Linked DNA regions of Mus musculus: region 2 is linked to region 1. The links are chromatin contacts, called in public HiChIP or PLAC-seq maps. All regions are on one chromosome and are shown on one strand. Each heading gives the region's core, a stretch centred on a gene start, on an enhancer-like site or on the middle of the called end of the contact. The rest is flanking DNA. Distances are from core to core; before and after follow the strand shown. Region 1 holds the start of Aatf (apoptosis antagonizing transcription factor). Region 2 overlaps Ggnbp2 (gametogenetin binding protein 2).

Evidence for each region. HiChIP or PLAC-seq counts read pairs in DNA pulled down with a chosen protein or histone mark.
Region 2: an H3K4me3 HiChIP or PLAC-seq map of bone marrow-derived macrophages shows a contact between it and region 1, with 2.6 times the contacts expected there. The contact joins the enhancer-like site here to the promoter of Aatf in region 1. A contact is called at or near these places in 2 of 39 promoter capture datasets (the C10 cell line and embryonic stem cells), 2 of 484 Hi-C or Micro-C datasets (both in regulatory T cells), 5 of 115 datasets of contacts at active chromatin or transcription factors (bone marrow-derived macrophages, embryonic stem cells, memory CD8 T cells and 1 more) and 3 of 9 other capture datasets (adipose tissue, liver and pancreatic islet).

What each region holds. Positions count from the first base shown.
Region 1 is chr11:84,509,723-84,516,816 of GRCm38.p6, reverse strand. Aatf (apoptosis antagonizing transcription factor) reads left to right here and starts at 3,316. Exons shown (of 13, transcript NM_019816.1): 1 at 3,316-3,525; 2 at 4,488-4,676; 3 at 5,239-5,334; 4 at 6,400-6,618; 5 at 7,021-7,094. The coding sequence starts at 3,435.
Region 2 is chr11:84,852,416-84,859,509 of GRCm38.p6, reverse strand. It overlaps Ggnbp2 (gametogenetin binding protein 2), which reads left to right. Exons shown (of 14, transcript NM_001364114.1): 5 at 972-1,070; 6 at 5,343-5,456. Among named protein-coding and RNA genes, the nearest start is that of Ggnbp2os, 14 kb to the left of the region's middle. Within about 2 kb of position 4,044, at least 13 of the 459 cell types and tissues checked have an H3K27ac peak or open chromatin away from gene starts, as enhancers often do. A contact at or near this core is called in bone marrow-derived macrophages, where this site is marked.

The DNA of each region.
Region 1 (7,094 bases), core at 2,067-4,566:
GTGGTTTTTTTCTTTTAGCATTTATATACATTAAATCAGAACCCACACTCATTACAGCCACCAACCCTGGAACCCTCCCACTTAAAGGCATTCATTTAGCTGAACCTATGCTCATCTCGGGAAGTGGCATTTTCCTATCAAGGGTGCTGAATTATTTAGCAGCTTTATTGTGCTATTGGAGTATTTGATAAGAACCGCTTTAAGAATTGGGCAGGCGGTGTAGATTCAATTCTAACTCCGAGGTGGTGGCTCGGTCTTTTCCCTCTGCGGGTCATTGTGAAACCCAGCGAATACCGGGACAGGTAAACAGATAGCAGGGGTTGGGTCGCATTCACCTCTGCTTCGCACCTCTGGCCCAGCAAACCTTTCCCACACGAACCTTTCCCACGCGGAGCCCCTGGGAGAGAGAGAGAGAGAGAATGACAGGAAGTGTCTTTTGGTCCTCTGTCGACCCCTGCTATCTGGGAGGGCAGTCTCCCCATAGCAGAATTTGGCAAGCACTTTTCTGTCCCCAAGCTATCTTAAAACCTCTACCTCTGTGCCTCTAAAGCACTTGCAGTCAGGATTCCAGCCTCAGAGAGCTGCCATCTAAGCTGAGAATCTCAAAGCTCACAGACTCAACTTATCCCCTTAGCAGCTTGTTTTGATGTATGGCCATTGCAAGAAGGCAGGCAAATTAGTGCAGACCCAGGACAGGTCCTGTCAACAACGGGGATGGGCCTGAGGTTGATGCTGTTTAGGAAGACAGACAGGTCAGAACCTGGTTTCTCTAAACTAGCTGTTTCTGGCCATCGGAGGGAGGTGTCCAATTTAGTCACCTCTGCCCACCCATGGCTATTCCTGCCACTTCGCAGTTCAGGGAGCAGATAAGAGGGAGGTGAACCCCAAACCCCTGTCTTTTCTCCGCAGGGCAGATTGCTCACTTTTAAGCCCCTTTCTGCACAGCCCATCTGTTCACCATCCTACACTTAAGAGGTTGAAACTTCTTCCGGAAGCTCCACTGCCCTTTACTGGCCCTCCAAGTCCAGTAGCACTCCCCGCTGGAGTCCTTTACCTGCCATTCAAGAAAGAAGGAGCTCCTGAGCTTTGAGTGGTCTCTCCCTCGCTCATGTCTTCACTTCCCTTAATTGCATCTTAAGCTCTACCATTCTTCCTCTGTCCTCCCTTCCAGGAAGAAGATTCCTGGGGTAGGAAAGCAATTGGGAGGGTGGTGGTTGGGGTATATGTGACTACTTCCTAAAAAAAAAAAATGGGTTCCCAAGTCAGGAGCAGACAGGAGAGGGAGCATTGGTAAGCAGGCTCGGGGCACCTGTACCTTACACTGTTTGCTCAGATCTGCCTCACACAGGCCAACAGTGTCCTGTATGCACAACAGCTTCAAGGTGGGCTCTGCCCTGCTTCCTTTTCTCTTTCCACCCTGTTCTCCTCACCTTAAAGGGCAGGTTTCTAAGCACCTGAAATAATGAGGGAGGAGGATCTAGGAGAATAGAATTTACTAAGTGTGGGGTAGGAGAACATTTTTGTTCTCTGTGCCCAAGGCTACTGCACCTCATAGAGAACATGTTTTGCTATGGAGGCTCTAACACAGACTCGACTGCAAGCGCAGCGGAGAGGACCTTAAAGAACAAGCTCTCTAAACTACTCTCAGCCATACAGCAATTTTCTTCGCCTGAGTCTTCGCCTAGTCTGACATTCTTTGGCTCTCCACGTCTGAAAGGCTTTACCCTAAAACAGTTGCTTTTTTTTTTTCTATTGTCTAGGCTTGGTCATCTTCACTCAAGGACCAGTTAGGACAGGAACATGAGACATGCCACAAGAAAGTAGAAATCTCTTAAATTTCTTAAATTCGGAAATCTACCTGAATCTGAGGGTGTCTGAATTGTCTTCCAGTGGATTCTACTGGGGAGCTACCAGTTGCCTACGTTGCTGGCTTTGGGATCCAGCTGGCCTGGAGTATACTTAAAAAATGGCACTGGCCTGGGGACTTAGAACTGGAAGAGCTCCTGCTTAGTGTACAGAACACTCTGGGTTCAGCCCCTAGCTCTAAATAAACAGGGTGTAGTGGCAGGCACATGTCTCTAATCCCAGTGGAGACAGGAGGGTCAAGAAATTCAGGGTCATCTTCAATTACATGATGTGTAGGAGGCAAGAGACTGTCTTAACATACAAACAGGCATGGACACAGTGTCTATTATTCAAGTCGTTTTTTCTTTTTTTTTTTTTTCTGGATTCTTCTGAGGCAGCTTTCCTGTTATAGTAGATTCTAGGTCTCCATGGAGGAAGACCTCCAACAGATCAGTATAGACAGACCACTTTACACTCAAATTTGTCATTCCTCGGTGCAGTTCATGTTTCCTGCCCTTCTAGACTGGTCACTGTGTGGAGAGAGAGTCTAACTTACACATCCTATATTTCATCTAGCAGTGCTTGCCACAGTAGTGGGCGTCAAGGGATGCTCCATGAAAAGAAAAACGAATGCAAAGTGATGGCATAGCTTCATGGGCCTGGGTGCAATTACATTTATCACATTAAGGTCTTTGTGTATTTTGAGTCTGGCCATCTAATACCAGAACTGAGTGAAGGGTTTCTCTTCTCCCATCTTCACTAGTTTCGGGGGTCTGACTGAGTCACTCCATCTTTGAACAGAAAAGCTGTTAATATCAACGCTTCTGTAGTAGAGTAATTCTACCCCCCTGCCCCTCCCTGTGATTGCCCAGGCAAGAGGGTACAAGAAGCTACAGAAACAATCTTGATTTGTGGTACAACCATCGCGATTCCTAATTATTTCTATCAATAAAGATCGCACCTCGCCGCACACTTAACACACGCAGGCCTCTCAGATCCTGGCCCGAAGCTGTGTGCCTGGCCGCAGGCTCCTCTACCCTGAGAAAAGCCCCGTTTTGAGTCCCGGGTCTGTGCTTGCTCGAGTGTGTACCTGAGGTTTGAGAGGCTTATCCTTCACTCCCTTTCACAAACCAGCCAGCCACCAGCAGCCACAGCTACTTTACGCTTAATTCCTAAACCAAGCTCGCACAAAGCTCGAGGCGTTATTTCGTGCTTAGGGGACCCTGGCAGCTCAGAGCACAATCAACCTTTCTCGCTCCAAGCGGTCACGTGCTCCGGCGCGCTCCCGCGCCGCGCGTCCGAGGGGCCTCCGGCGCACGCGCGTTCGGGCGGCTCGCAACCCTGCCACGGTTTCGGGCGCCTGCGTCTCAGCTTAGCAGCCCAGTGGTGACGCGACGCCCCGCCCCTCCGGCGCGCGCGCGCCTCCCGGAAGTTGCCTACTGGGATTCTAAACGCCGCCTCCGCGAGGTCTCCGCCTTGAGTTGCCAAGTAGAGTCTGGGCCGTAGCGCCACTGCTGCGAGTGTCGGGCCGGGGGGCTCGGGCTGCAGTGCAGGTTCACGAGCGCAGCGCCGGCAGTGACCTGGTGACCATGGCGGCGCCGCAGCCCTTGGCTCTGCAGCTGGAACAGTTGCTGAATCCGAGACCGCGTGAGGCGGATCCTGAGGCCGACCCGGAGGAGGGTGAGGCCTGACTGGGGCTAACCACGTGCAGAGCAGTGGCTCCGACTTCAAGGGCCGCTGGTGCTTGGACCTGCTCGCCTTCCCTTTTCGCTGGGGGAAAATTGTCTCTTGGGAGGGTGGCGTGAGCAGTAATCCAGCATTCTAGACTCTGGGGGTGGGCGGGACATCAGGACCCTGGCGGGGAGTTGCAGGCAGCCGGCTGGCAGCAGTTTAGGATGCCACTTTTCTTGGTATTACCTTCGAAAGGAGAAAGAAGCCTGATGAGTTTCAGGTTTTTGTGTGTTTGAAACTGACTGCTTCTAAAATCTTCATGAGAATGAAAATGATTACCCGATGCTGTTTAGCCATGTTTATTTAGGCCTTAAGCCATTTGTCCACATTCTGATGACAGACTGATTCTTCATAAACCTGTTCTGAGACCGGCTGGGAGTAATTGTGCTTTAGACTTGGGTCAGGGAGGTGTGAGAAAGACAACTGGAGGGGTGTCATGAGTGTCTATAGCACCCAATGACTGTCACATATTGAGGAAGAATTAAGGACCCTGGGCATGTAGCCGATAACACTTGATGCACTGGATTTAATTTTCAGAACCTCTGAAAAAGAAAAACAATAAAAAACACCATGGAAAAGCAAGGAAGAATCAGATTTATACGTTCCTAGATTTATAAGTTCCAAGGCATAAAAACATGTCTCCTAGTAGTTGCAGGGAGTTAGCTCTCTGTTTAGAAATAGATAGCAATATGACAGCAGTCTCCTTAGAAACCAGAAGTCAACTCCCTATTCCTGTAAGTTAGTTATGTTATGTTATAGAGGACACAATGAATCAAGGGCTGGGGTGGAGCCCAGTACTAAGAGTACTCACCTAGTACAGGAAGGTGGGGTGTGGGGTTGAAATGGCTTAAGTGGGTTCCTGTTAAAGTATTTTTCTAACCTAAGATTCTATTTTTCTCCCTCCCCAACAGCCACTAGAGCCAGAGTGATTGACAGGTTTGATGAAGGGGAAGAGGAGAAAGATGATCTGGCAGTGAGTAGCATTAGAAAGTTGGCACCAGTCTCCCTCTTGGACACCGACAAAAGGTATTCTGGCAAGACCACTTCTAGGAAAGCTTGGAAAGAAGACCATTGGGAGCAGGCTCTGCCAAGTTCATCTGGTGAGTAGACATTTTCACCCCAAACTCTTCTCTTGGCTTAGTTCTGTATGGTTAAACTGTTTTGTTTCTGGATTCTTTCTGGAAGTCTGTGGGTCTCCACTTAATTTAGGAGAGACCATTGAATTGGTACTTGGAAGGGCCTTAGAGGTCAGCATGTTACTTTAAAAAGGATGCTAAAGGGCTGGAGAGATGGCTCCGTGGTTAAGAGCACTGACTGCTCTTCCAGAGGTCCTGAGTTTGATTCCCAGCAACCACATGGTGGCTCATAACCATCTGTAATGGGATCCGATGCCCTATTCCGGTGTGTGTGGAGACAGCTACATAAACATAAAATAAATAAATAATTCTTTAAAAAAAAAAAGGATGCTAAAGCCCAGTTAGGCTTTGTTTCCTGTTAGCGTTTTAGAGATGATAGAAACGTAGTGAGTTCGTGCAGTTGAATAGAGCACAATAACATGTTTGTTCTGTCATATAAGCTCCCACAGATTAACTGGAATGAAAGATGTGGCCTGGTATTTTTCTCTAGGTAACTCCTTTCCCCTTTTTTCCCCTTATAATTTAGATAACGAAGCATCTGATGAGGGAGGATCTGAAGATGGGGATTCAGAGGGCCTGGGCCTGGAGGAGATCTCAGAAGATGTTGACGAAGACTTAGAAGGTGAGGGCGAGGATAGTTCTTTTATCTCAGAATTAGGAGAGACTGAAGCAGGGGAATCAGGAGTTCAAGGCCAGCCTGAGCTACACAGTAAGTTCTGCACTAGCATGTGCTACACCTGAGACCCTGTCTTAAAAAACAAACAGACAAACAGAAACCTAACACTCGAGGTTACCAAGTTCAGGTTAGTGGCTCACCCTGAAATGAGGGGGAAACTGGGCAGAGCATAATGGGTATTGACAGAGCTGTGTGGTTAAAAAAGTTCACATGCCCATGGTGCGTTTTATATTTTGACTCTTTTTGTTTTTCAGGTCTTTTATTGATTTCCTGTGTATTAGTTACTCGTGAAACTGGCCTTTTGTCATTGTAAATGATAACATAATGCTTCCAATCTTTCCCGAGAAAGAATTAGCTTATAGTTTTTTTTTTTTTTTTTTTTTTAAACAGTGTGACTTTTTTTTTTTTTTAAGATTTATTTATTTATTATATGTAAGTACACTGTAGCTGTCCTCAGACACTCCAGAAAAGGCGCCAGATCTTGTTACGGATGGTTGTGAGCCACCATATGGTTGCTGGGAATTGAACTCATGACCTTCAGAAGAGCAGTCAGTGTTCTTAACCGCTGAGCCATCTCTCCAGCCCCCTAGCTTATAGTTTTAAGCAGTAGTACATTTCTCAAGGTGGAAGAAGTCTCTAGATATGGATATCGAGAGGATGCAATTTGTTTTAGGGAGGTCAGTGGAGCTATGTTGAGAATCTACTGATAATATCCAAGGATCTGTCATTCAGGTTATGATATGTATGATCCAGTCCTTGATATAGTTGGAGGAGCTTATCAGGCTTTGTCTACATAGTGTGTTTCAGGCTACCAGGACTCATGCTTTGTTTGTTTTCCTTTAGCATTTTAGAGATGATAGAAACGTAGGAAGTTTGTGCAGTTGAATAGAGCACAATAACATGATTGTTCTGTCATATAAGCTCCCACAGATTAACTGGAATGAAAGATGTGGCCTGATATTTTTCTCTAGGTAACTCCTTTCCCCCATTTTTTTTTTCCTCATGATTTAGACAACAAAATATCTGATGAGGGAGGATCTGAAGATGGGGATTCAGAGGGCCTGGGCCTGGAAGAGTTCTCAGAAGATGTTGAGGAGGACTTAGAAGGTGAGGATGAGGAAGACAGAGAAGAAGACAGGAACAGTGAAGATGATGGTGTGGTGGCAGCCTTCTCCAGTGTCAAAGTTTCTGAGGAAGTGGAAAAAGGAAGAGCTGTGAAGAATCAGATAGGTGTGTGTTTGCTTTTGTTACTTGCTTGCTTTTCCGAGTTTCTGCATTAGTCTGCTCTTTAGATGTAGTTGTTCTGTTTCTCCAGTGTCCTTCCAGTTTGACCTGCCTCGATTAACCAGAGGCCTGCATCCTAGTTCCTATAGCTGCTTATCAGGTTCTGCACTAGTCCTTGTGGGAGACCGGACAGGAGAGTATTCTCTCATGTTGCCAGAGTTTCCTCTTTCATAGCAAGTATTTCCATCCAAGACAGAGACTTTATTTCGTAGCATGAAGAACGTTTGTATGCCACGAGAAAGTCATAAAGTATGCTGCTTAGAAACTGGTGTTCTTGTCCTTCTTCAGTGCCCAGCCCAGAAAGACTTCCTGATCCTGAGATGGGGTCTCTTTGACTTTTTTCTTCAGCATTGTGGGACCAGCTCTTGGAAGGAAGGATCAAGCTACAAAAAGCTCTCTTGACTACCAATCAGTTGCCTCAA
Region 2 (7,094 bases), core at 2,795-5,294, 340 kb before region 1:
TCAACTGGATATCCACAGTATTTGCTTGTGTCATTTACTAAGGTAGGGAAAGGGATTGAAAGACCAAACCCAGAGGTTCTTCTGTTTGGAGGTGGTAGAGACTTTCAATTTGACTTTCTTTTCTTTTCTTTTCTTTTCTCTTCTCTTCTCTTCTCTTCTCTTCTCTTCTCTTCTTTTCTTTTCTTTTCTTCCTTCCTTTCTTTTTTAAATTCATTTTGAAGTTTAGGGAACTGATCTTAAGACTTCATATATATTGGGCAAGTGCAATACCTCTGAACTATAGCTCCAGCTTGAACGAGGAGGAAGAGGAAGGGGAGGAGAGAAAGAAGGAAAGAAAGAAGGGAGCTTTAGAGCTTTTTAACATAATAACATAATCTGATAATTCTGATTTAAAAGGATTACTCTTGCTAAGTGAAGCCTAGAATGTAAAAGGCAATGGGAAATTGTAGTTGACTAAACTAGAGGGTTGGACAAGGGATATAAGTGATAGGATTGTAACTCTATATAAAGGTTCTATAAGTTGATGTGCTTTGCTAATTGATTGGATGTAGGATATCTTTCTTTATTCATTAGCCATTTTGCCAGTCCAACATTGTATATTTATATAAAATTTCTGTGGTTTACCTCTCAAGGGTAGTATGTATTTATATAACATTTGAGGAAAGAAAGATGGGTGAAAGTCATGTAAGCAATGTCTAAAATACCAGAGTGTCAGACACACTGGCAGCTATCAGATAAGAGTTGTATCTAGGGACAGAGGGCACTGAGTAAAGTGAGTTTGTTCCAGCTGGACTGGCTAGGTATGGAGAGGGGAAATAATGTAGACCACTCTGGGTATTTACTGTAGAGACAGAATAGGTGATGTGTCTGTGATACTGTTAAATACTCCTTTTCAAAAAAAAGGCAGCTGATGCAAATTTCTAAAATTTGAAAGCAAAATGACAAACCCTTAATGGTTTATTTTTTACTAGGTCCAAACTAAATGATATGATAGATGCTATTCCAAAAAGTAAGAAGAACAAGAGATGTCAGTTACACTCTTTAGATACACACAAACCTAAACCTCTGGGGTAAGTAGAAATAAATGTTAAGAGATTTTATCAATGTTAAGCATATTAATGTTAGTCATACTTAGTGAAAAGGATAGCATTACTAGTTTTGTTGATTGGATTACATTCTGACTGATGTCAAGATAAGCATGTTCTTAGGTTCTGGGGGTTCTGCATTGAGCTATGTAAGGTCACTGAGTTTTAAGTTTTTTTCCTTTATGTTGCAGGGTTTAAGAATTTTGAGAAATCTATGTCACTAATTTTAAAGTTTTCAAAGTAGTAGTATTTGATTTGTTAACCATCATGTTTAAATTGTTTTTGTCTTTCTTATTTTTAGGTCTCCCTAATTTATTAAGGATTAAAAAAAAGGCCTTACTCAGTTATGGTGATGTGTATTTGTGTAACTAATTCTCAGTTTTCTTGGATGGGTGCACAGTGCCGCAGTTGTGTCCTGGGGAGGATGGCATCACCATGATTTACAGGGAATTGAGATAACGTTTTGTCTGGGGAAAAATAAAGTGATATAAAACTGTCCTGAGTTAAATATCTCAGTGTCATTGGGAACATTTTGTAGATGTTTTCTTTCTCTAACAATAAAGACCCGCATATCCAGGTTTTCCTATGGCCAGGAAAAAAAAAGTTTTTAAAAAAATTTTTATATCAGGACTCCATATATCCATGTGTGTGTGTAGCACAGCACATGGAAACAGAAACAGGCGAATCCCTGTGAGTTGAGGCTAATCTGGTCTCCATAATAAGTTCTGGCCAGTCAGGACTATATAGTGATACCCTGTCTCAAAAATAAACAAAAAATCATGTAAGCTATAAAATACAGAAAAGTAGAAAGACTTTTATTTGAGACAGCATCTCAGTATGTCGCCCTAGCTAGTCAGGAACTCCTTAGTGGTCCTCCAACTTCAACTTCCTAAATACGAGTGGACACTGCAGAGACTCCTGCCATTCTGTGTATCTTACTCAGATTCGCACTTATCAAACTTTCAATGAAACATTTCTTTCATTCATCTGTTTGCCTTTTTCTTTGCTGAAATATTTTAAAGAAAGTTCAAGGCATCTTGTTATTCTCCATTTACATGCATCTCTAGAATGATGAATATTTTCTTTCATACCCACAACGGTATAGCACCTATTGGAGTTAATTATAGTAATCTTTTTTTTTGTTTTTGCTTTTTTTTTGTTTTTCAAGACAGGGTTTCTCTGTGTGGCCCTGGCTGTCCTGGAACTCACTTTGTAGACCAGGCTGGCCTCGAATTCAGAAATCCACCTGCCTCTGCCTCCCGAGTGCTGGGATTAAAGGTGTGAACCACCATGCCGGGCTCAATTACAGTAATCTTATACCCAGTTGATACTTAGATTCCCTTGCAGTGCTTAAAAATACCTTTTTGCATTTGTTTATTGAGGTAGAATCTGAACAAGACCCATATATTCCATACTATCTAAATACTCTGAAACCAATGAACATCTTACAGTTTATAGCAGTTCTCAAGCTACTTCATATACTTGTTACTGTGGTTTGGTTGTGGAGACAGGGTCTCATGTAGCCCTGGCTGGCCTTGAATTTTTTGTATAGTTTGTTTAGTGGAAGATTACCTTGAGCTCCTGATCCTGTCTATACCTCTCTAGTATTGAGATAGCAGGCATGGACTGACTACTGTATCTTTTTTAGTATTTGTCTTTCTCTATTGTTAGAGGATTCCTCTTGAAATGTTTATTTCAGTCATAATTTTCCCATTAGAAAATGAGCTGAGCAATATGACATGGTAAAAAGGTCTACTTTCTGGTTTTGTTCTCTTCTTTTGTGGTTCTTTATTGAAGACTAATAAAAAGCAGTAGATAGTCCAGCACCTTACATACCTGTTCTCACTGCTGGTTTCCTGTGAAGACCAGTTCTTCCTGTTTTGCTCCAACTGCTACTCTGGTTCTGCAGTGACTTGCTTTTTTGTTAGTTGTCTCTGAGGCTGTATCTTCATATCTTGTAGCAAAAATAAGTCTCCATAAATTTCATGTTCTCTTTAGAGTACAGCTTCTCTACATGGAAAGTTAATTGTTTTTTGAAGATTTTTTTTATTGAATGTAAAGTTAATATAAATGGAGTTAATTGATCTTAGGTAGTGTGACTTAAGGTAGCTTTAGCTATTCCCTAGTGTGTGTAGATGGTAGTCAGTGATTATAGTCTTGTCTAGTCAGGATACCTGAACAGGTGGAGTACTTTGAAAAGCTTCTATAATTGTTTGCTATTAAGTCTTCATTTTATGTTTCTTCCTGGTTCCCTAGCCTCAGGTTTTTAATCAAACGTTTTTCCAAGGAAAGTATACTCACTGGGTTCCAGCTTTATAAAGAACAGTGGTTGGATCACCTTTACTGACAGTGTTCTTTTAGCTGTGCAAGTAAATCTCAGGGTTTTTTTGTTTTTGTTTTTGTTTAGTCTGGAAGTTTGGTATCTGAAAGAAAGATCCAGGCCAGACTTGTAGGCCAGAAGTTAGTGATTAAGGATACTTTGAGAAAACAGAATGTAAAGCCGTGTAGGAAGAAAGTAGAGGAAGAGCAGAGAATGGTGGGAGGTTTCAGTTAATGAAGAGTATGGATAGCTGGGTAGGAGATGAGAAATGGTGTTTGCTGTTTGAGACTGGTCTGGCCCGAGTACTCAGTGTTCCTCAGTCACTGAGGACACTGATCAGACACTGGTTTTAACAGCAGTATTGATGATGAGAGCTGGCTGTTGAGTGGATAGAAAATGAATACAAGGTTATAGTGTGTTGAGCCTTAAGTGGAAAGTATAAGAGTAGAAGGAGGAGCCGGTGTGGTGGCGCACGCCTTTAATCCCAGCACTTGGGAGGCAAAGGCAGGCGGATTTCTGAGTTCGAGCCAGCCTGGTCTACAGAGTGAGTTCCAGGACAACCAAGGCTACTCAGAGAAACCCTGTCTCTTAAAAAAAAAAAAAAAAGTAGAAGGAGGAAGTGACTTTGAAATTCTTCAGAAAACATGTCTTAAAGGAGTCATCCAAGTCATAAGGCCTAGATTCTGATTTGAGTGCTAGGTTATTTAACCTAACTATCAAAAGAGGAATATGAGACGAGACAGAGGATTTAACATGTAAGATAGAGCAGCAGTTGACATTTCATTGTCAGTAGGTAGAACTCAACCTCATTTTGACCTTTTCCCCTTAGTGGGATTAAAGTGCTGAATTGTGTAATGACATGTTAAGGTGAGATTTGAGGAATACTTAGCTATGAAAAGACTTGGGTTTTACTACCTTAAGCAGGCATGACATGGAGTTTCTAGGATTGTAATTCGACCTGCAGATGATCGGGTAGGAGCCAGTTCAGAATTAGTGAAAAGTCTAGAAGCCTATCCTTGAATGGGATATAGACAGACAGACATTTCTGTAGGAAAGCACATCTGCCACACAGCAAAATGCAGGACCAATGTCACACTGGAACTCGTCTGGGAGGAGGGTCTGGGAAGTTCTCAGTTAGTTTAAAGAAATGATGTGTGTAGTGCTTGCTACTTACTTAGACTACTTAGAGTATGCATCTTAGTGTGCTATTTTATTATGTATAAACTTATGTACTTTATTATATTAATATGTGACTTTCATGGCTACTTGGAAATTAAAACTAGATAAGTTTGTTGCGAGAGCTAGCTGTAAATAAGAGTGACTTAATCATGATCACATTAAATAAAGAATTTTCAATTGGTTAAAGATTGATCCCTGTTTAATAGGTGAAAATACTAACTTTTTAAATGCCTTTTGGCTTTAGAACATTTGAAGTATATTTGCTTGTAAAATGCTTAATATATAAACAAGTTTCTATATTTATAACGGTAAATAATGTTAAATTGTATCAAGTAAACTTGATAGTCAAGTGTTTGATGTAAATGTGTGAAACACATTAAGTAATAATGTATTATGGTTAAATATATAATTCACTATTCAAAATTGCAGATTTATATACTAATATCTTAATATGTTAAAGAATTCATAATTTTAATATAGACCTTAGAGATTATTTCTTCAGGTTATCTCAGTGTCACTAAGCTTTGTACCATACTGTACTGCAGTGAAGGGAGCAGTAGCAGTGTCAGTTCAGAGAAGTTAAGTACAGATAAGAGAAGTAGTGAAGACCACAGGAAGGACAGCAAGTGTAGGATCATTTTCCATTATGGACCTTTCCAGGGAACAGCCAGGTAAAACCAAGCAATCCTTTATTCTGCCTTTTTAAACCTTTCGCCTCATGTATGCCTCCTTTTCACTAATATTTATTCTTTTTACAGAGGATGTTGGATGGATGTTTGGGAACTCATGTCCCAGGAATGCAGGGATGAAGTAGTTTTAATTGACTCTAGTTGTCTTTTAGAAACACTAGAAACATATCTTCGAAAGCACAGGTAAGTGCAAAGGTCATTATGATATAGTAGGCAAGGGATCTTAGATGCAGAGTGGCCTGTCACTGGCTTCTTTAGTGTAAAAGTATTCCAGTTGTCCTGTTAATATCTGCACCGAGGGGTCATGATAGGCAGTTTTTAATGAGGTGCTCTGAGTGTTAGTCTTCTTGTTTCTTTCTTCCTTTTAAAGTTTATTATAATTATTTGCTTGGTTTTCTTTCTCCTCTCCTCTCCTCTCCTCTCCTCTCCTCTCCTCTCCTCTCCTCTCCTCTCCTCTCCTCTCCTCTCTTCCCTTTCTTTCCTTTCTTTCCTTTCTTTTTGAGACAGGATCTATGAGCCCTGGCTGTCATGGAATTTTTTTTATGTAGATCATGCCTGCCTCTGTCTCTTAGAGTGCTGGGATTAAAGGCATGTACCACCACAGCCAGTGATTTTATTTTTAAATTTTGTGTAGTGTGTGTGTGTGTGTGTGTGTGTGTGTGTGTGTGTGTGTCTTGTAACCCAGCTTATGTAGCTTGTAACCAGAGATGTTGGGACCCCTAGAGCTGGAGTTACAGGTGGTTGTGAGCTGCCTGACATGGATGCTGGGAATCAAACTCCTATCTTTTGCAGGAGTAGTTTGTACTTACTCTCAACCATGGAAACAATTGCTCTTGGTTTTGCCTTTTTTTTTTTTTAATTTACTATTCCAAGTTTGTTCTTTCATGAGACAAAGGTTAACTGAATCTATTGAAATATAATTAATCAAGCCAGGTGTGGTGGCATACGCCTTTAATCCCAGAACTCAGGAGGCAGAGGCAGGTGGATTTCTGAGTTCAGGGCCAGCCTGGTCTAGAGTGAGTTCCAGGACAGCCAGGGCTATACAGAGAAACCCTGTCTTGAAAAACCAAAAAAATAAAATAAAATAAAAACAAACCCAAAAAACAAACAAACAATATATATATATATATAAAATCACTTTAGAAAAGTATAGTATTCCTGGTTTTTGTTTGTTTTTTTGTTTTTTTTTTTTTGTAATAGAATCATGCTTGCTAAAGTTTCAAAATTAAATTAGCAGGCTTTTGGCCTGGAGTTATGGCTCATTTGGTAAAGTATTTGCCTAACATGCATGAGACTGGGTTTGATCCTCAGCCCCAGCATAAATTAGGCATGATTAAACTAGATTGTAATCCCAGTAGGTAGAGGCAAGATGATGAGTTCAAGGCAGCCTAGGATACAAGAGACCATGCTTCAACACCCTCCCCCCTCACAAAGCTTTTTATTTCCTAATTTGAAATATTCTGCAATTATTTGTCAGAATCTTGGTTTTTCAAGACACAGGGTTTCTCTGTATAGCCCTGGCTGTCCTGGAACTCACTCTGTAGACCAGTCTGTCCTGGAACTCAGAAATCCACCTGCCTCTGCCTCCACCTCCCGAGTGCTGGGATTAAAGGGGTGTGCCACCTCACCCGGCTTTATCAGAATGTTTAAATAGAGTTAGAATATATTTGTTTCTTGTAACCTTGTATTTTTCTTTGTAGAATACTATTACAAAGGAATTCTTTTAAGTGCGCTCAGCATTTGGAATCCCTTAGGAAGGAGAGAAACTGACCAAGGAACCATCTAACTTTTTTTATTGGTGTTCTTGTTGGGATGGGTCTG